Regions from separate parts of the Danio rerio genome. Here region 1 is linked to region 2. Evidence: chromatin contacts called from public HiChIP or PLAC-seq data. All regions are on one chromosome and are shown on one strand. Each heading gives the region's core, a stretch centred on a gene start, on an enhancer-like site or on the middle of the called end of the contact. The rest is flanking DNA. Distances are from core to core; before and after follow the strand shown.

What was found. HiChIP or PLAC-seq counts read pairs in DNA pulled down with a chosen protein or histone mark.
Region 1: a contact with region 2 is called in an H3K4me3 HiChIP or PLAC-seq map of embryo, with 2.1 times the contacts expected there. The contact joins the promoter of atxn7l3a here to the promoter of rnd2 in region 2. A contact is called at or near these places in 1 of 18 Hi-C or Micro-C datasets (hematopoietic stem cells) and 1 of 4 datasets of contacts at active chromatin or transcription factors (embryo).

The regions. Positions count from the first base shown.
Region 1 is chr3:18,820,471-18,823,170 of GRCz12tu, reverse strand. atxn7l3a (ataxin 7 like 3a) reads left to right here and starts at 1,316. Exons shown (of 13, transcript NM_001040341.2): 1 at 1,316-1,548; 2 at 2,176-2,289. The coding sequence starts at 2,239. It overlaps ubtf (upstream binding transcription factor), which reads left to right. Exons shown (of 22, transcript NM_001005395.1): 22 at 1-46.
Region 2 is chr3:18,679,595-18,682,294 of GRCz12tu, reverse strand. rnd2 (Rho family GTPase 2) reads left to right here and starts at 1,299. Exons shown (of 5, transcript NM_001045364.2): 1 at 1,299-1,664. The coding sequence starts at 1,563.

The DNA of each region.
Region 1 (2,700 bases), core at 67-2,566, 140 kb before region 2:
CCTGCAATTTACAATTTGAGCAAATAAACCTTCTCTTAAACAGTTCTTCTGATTCGGTTTTGTTTTTTCACTCACCGATTTGTTCTAGATCGTTTGGTCTTGTTCGTTCTACACTAAAAAAAAAACGTTGAGTTATTTATTTAACCCTTTTTGCTACCCCATCAAGAAAAAAATATTTGGATTGCATTTCTTAAGTCATTATGTGACTAATTAACACACTCAAAGCATTTTTTCACATCTCATAACTTCTAAAATATCAAACTTTACCAAATGGTTGATATGTTGATTTATAGTAAAAGTACCAGAATTAATATGAATCTGAAAAATATGAAGTGCAAGACAAATTTACTGAAAAACAATAAAAAAATAACACATTTTCGGATAATAATCTTTTTTAAGTATGCCATAAAATATTTTAGATTCTCATTTAACACGTTTAATTCATTTTTTCTTTTTTTTTTTTACAATAAAACCAAAATCAAGTTTAGTAGTGCAACAGGATTTTTTTAAAAAATTTTTTTTAAAGATTTTTTTTGTAAACCAACAATGCTGTGTGGTAACCATTATTTCAAACAGTCATACTTTAAATGACTTTAAAAACATTCACGAAATGTTCAACCATTTGGTAGAGCAGGCATTAAAAGGGTTAACTTAACGGTTGAGTTAAAAAAAAAACAATAGTGCTTGTTTGGGTTTTTACCTTTTTTGGTTATTTATTTATTTAATAACATTTATCAGTTGCGTTAAAAATTTAGATTTTCAACCGTTAACTGATTTAACTGACATATAAATACACATATTTGAGATATTCGGTCGTCATGCTCGCCGTTAGCTTCCTTGTTTAGTCCATGTTGTTTATTTGTTCTTTATATCATTAATTCTGCCTGTCGTCTTGGTATTATTTTCCAACTGTTTTTTTGTTTATTGTTTTGTATGTTGTTTGAGATTGTCTGTTGATTGTTCTATTATTCATTTCTTCTATTGTTTATGTTCTTTTGTTGATCTTGTTCATCATGTTATTAGCTTTTATTTTCCTTTGTATTTTTTTCCATCAATCATTTGTTGTGATTAGTGTTGTTGTATTTGTCTTTTTCTTTGTTTTTGCTGTGCCTTTTTGTTTGTCTTGTTGATTTGTTTCATCTGTTCATTCCGTTTTCTCTTCTTTGTTTATTTGTAGCTTTTCTTCGTTCCCTCATTCATTCTTTTTATTTTATTGGATTTCTCTTTTTATCTGTGAACTACACGTGTGCCTATAGGCTATACAACAGAGTGCATGGGAACGAATTCAAGGCGAAAGGAATCGATGGGTCACGTTGGCTCTGCAATACACTAGTGATGTCTGACAGGAGCCAAAATGGCAGCGTTGTTTTATTTCCAAACATCATTTTTTATTCGTGTGACCTATTCAGCCAGGCGCCTAACCGTGTTTGTTAAATAACGTTTCCGTTACCTTCATACGCACGTTTTGAGTAGGTTTGTTCTCTGTTGTCGTTAACCAGAGGAACGGCTGGTTTGTGAATGAGGCAAGACTGGGGCCGTTTAGTCTTGGTAAGTCGACACATATTAAACAAATGCGTTTCAATGAGCGCGCAGTCGGTTACTTTGTAGCTTTACTACACATCACTGCAGTTTTGAAACAATGTTATTAAAACCCGCCCGAACGGAAACGCAAATGTTTAGTCAGTCAGTCAGTAAATGCTGTGCTGTAGTCAGTACCTGTCAACTAACATTATGTTGACGTTGTTGGTACGTGTGTTCAACAGTTTTATTAAGTTTATGACGCGGTGGTTATTAATTACAGATCTTCATTTGTTTTATTTGCCCTCTGTTGAAATTGATAATCGCTATGCCCGTTTATTTATCCTAATCCCGTTATAGCTTAACGTTATATATCAACGTGGGTGTTGAACGAGCTTTTGACAGGCATCTACTGATAAGGATAAAATGATCTAGGAAATGGGTGTGCGTTTTAGATAGGGCCTTTAATTTCTAACAAATAATTTACTGTACATCCTTTTATAGCGCTACAGTTTGTGTATAGTGTGTATTACAATGCTCATTAGCATATTATTTTAGCTACGCATGTTTCGCCTTTGGCGCTAAACGACGCAGTTTCATTTAGACGACGATGCAGATTTGACCATGATGTAATGGGTTTTTGTTTGTGTTTTTCAGTGTTTTCCACTCCTCCTCCTCCTGTTGTCAACAATGACAGCTCCCCTACCATAGTTGCTGCAAATGAAAATGGAGGATATGTCTCTGTCAGGCCTGGATAACACCAAGCTAGAGGTACTGGTAAATGATGACAGATAATAAAACAGTTTAAAATAGCTAAAGTTGGGGTTTTATACACGTTCACCACTAGCATTCACAGGGTACACTCTAAATTTTATTACAGACTTAAGATTTTCTTTGTCAGTACAAATATAAGACTTTTAACTTTATTAAACTCTGTTACAAGCACTGAATAAGACAATCAAATGCAATAATCACATTGTAATACTTAAAAAATAAATCATAAAACCTTTTTCTTGGAGAATATCTTGCACAATACTGTATTTTATTTGCTTTTGTAGTCTTCAGTTATGTGTATAGTCAACTTTTTTTTTGTTTGATTGATTACTGCTCCACTATGTTAGCTATGTGTGATTTTTAAAATTGCACATCCTGTGTAGGAGTCATATTCATTCATTCATTCAT
Region 2 (2,700 bases), core at 50-2,549:
TATTTTAATTAAATTAATAAACAGCAGTTTGTCTTTTTTGCAAAACGATTAATAGGCCTTAACCAAGTAGTGTTCTCCATGCTTTCAATAAGATGTTCCTCAAGTATTAATGTTTTGATTAAACTTGTGAGTCATTAAAGGCAGAAAAGAAAGTCACAAAACAACGATTCCTTGAATTATGAGCATTAAATGTAAAATTGAGAAATGAGAAAACAAAATGCTTTTAATTCTTAAACACAAAAGTTCTCCAAAAATTCCAAATGTAAATAAAAAAAAGGTTGGCAGCAACAAAATATAGGCCTAGCAGTACCACATATTGTATTTTGCCTATTTGTTTTCTTGATTTTGTGGTTAAAAAGATAAATTTAAATGAATCAAAAAAGTTGCTGAAAAGGCAATTTAAATCTTCAAAGACAGACAAAGTGACTCTTGAATTTTAGATGACTTAAGCTATTCTTTAAGAAAATTTCCACTTTAAGAGATGTGCTTGCAAACTTTTCTAATTTAATATAGACTATTTTTCTCTGTATTAGATAACCTCACCTGAACTTCTTCGACTCTGCAGCACAGAATATTAAAGCCTTCCAAACTGCACCTGTTAACTTAGAAATGTTCTGGCTTTTTGGCTGGTCATAAAGCATTTAATTTGTCAGGTTAATGTAAAAAAAAAAGCACACAAAATGCACTTTTGTGTTTCTTTAGTTGCACTTGTTCATCTTGGCAGTAATTTAAATGTTGCATATTTAAAAAATAATTACACCAGCACTAAGATATAGCTCCACTTCAGCAGTACTTACAGATTTACTCATATTCTAAATATTTTATTTTTTACAGAGAGATTTGATTTGATTGCATTCAACATGTTATACAAATATTTGTCTGGCTGTTTTCTTTTTCCAGAATTATGGAATGCTAAAAAGACATTTTTGTGTACTAAAAATGTAGATTAATACATGAAGTAATGTCTAATTTACATTAAGATATTTCATTTCATATTCAAAGCTAGTTTGGTAATAGCAAGGTAATTTACCTTATTCACCAGTATTATCATGGCTCAATTTCACAAATGTTCCAACCTAGTGCTTTATATTTACTTTTTTCTTTATTTCTCTATAATTTCTCATGACCTTGGAAAACCCTGAATGAGCGATTCAGTGATGCGTTAAATCACGTCGTTAAATCAATTTCCACACACGAGCCCGAGGGGTCGTTTAATTTACACCGTGGCCAAACCACAGTAGGAGGGCGAGAGAGAACCACGTCGTGACATTAAAAATCAAAGCTGCCGAGTCAAGAGGCGGCGGCGGCTGCACAACACGCCCGCCCGGCTCATGACGCGGCAGAGGCGGTGAGTCCAAGCGCGTGGTGTCGCCGGGGGAACCGGAGACTGACAAGCGGGCAGGGGAGGGTGGACTGACTCTCTCCCTGGCACAAACCCGTCCACTCACAGTCACAGCACAGACACAGAGCCACCGTCTCTGCCGTGAATCATTCATTTGGCGGTATAAAGCATTGGTGTCGGGCGGCGGATGGTGCTTGTAAAGCCTGTGATGCTGATGATGATGGACGGACAGCACAGCCGCTGTAAGGTCGTGGTGGTCGGGGACACGCAGTGTGGAAAGACGGCGCTGCTGCATGTATTCGCCAAGGACAACTACCCTGAGGTGAACTCAGATTATTAATTGGCGTTAAATGTCTTAAGAAGAACAGAAAATAAGTTGGATGAGTGAATTGATGATGATGGTGCCTGTCAGAGTATGTTAAAGTAGGCGGCTATGGCTGTTTAGTGAACAGTAGGTTGTATTGAAAGTTGCAATTTTTAACGAGGTAAATAAATAAACTGCATGATGTCCCGTGCGTGTGTATTAAGGGACTGGTCATTCTTGAGCGCAGCATGATAAGAAAAGAAGGAGTCAGGGGTTTTGGCACTGAGGCGCTTGTGGCACGAGCTGTTAGTAACAGGGTGCAAATTAAGACGTGAAAAAACAAAAGTTTTAGCGTTTAAACGCTTCACTAGGCGTACTTATCTATACAAGTTATATAAAACAGTTGGTCATATTCAGAGATTAAGTCAAAAGCTGGCGTTGTCTTTTAATTATCGTGTGAAACATACTGTTGATTTATGTGGAAAAATAAGGGTTTTGCTTTGAAGTGGGCGATATCGATTTTCTCTTATTTTAATTCGTCAACTGATATTGGTTACTATTTAAATGGGCATGTTTTAATGTTACATGTTAAGATTATTACTTAAGGGCAAATCATATATACAGCAAAAGCTAATATGATGGCAAATTAATTAAAATGTTTGCTTAAAATAATTTATTTTATACAGAATATTTGGACAAAATATTTTTATAGATAAAATATATTTTTTTACAGTAGGCTAGTGTGATTCAAACAAACTAAAATACTCATCCTTTCCTGACAGTCCTTACAGACTAACTTCAACTTTGTACATATCTATTTAAACATGCAATGTGTTTTGTTTTGAAATATTCTCTAAGTTTATGGCTGCTTGAAAATGTGATCTTTTTGAGTTACATTTATAGGTGCGATTCCCTACTCTCAGTGATCGCAAGATGCATATATATCTTAGTATTCAATCAAGCTTTAGATTGGTGTTTAAGAAAATTAAAATGTTTAGTTTTAAGTCAATTTCACATCTAGCCTTAGAAAATGCTGTTTCTCTATACATTGAGG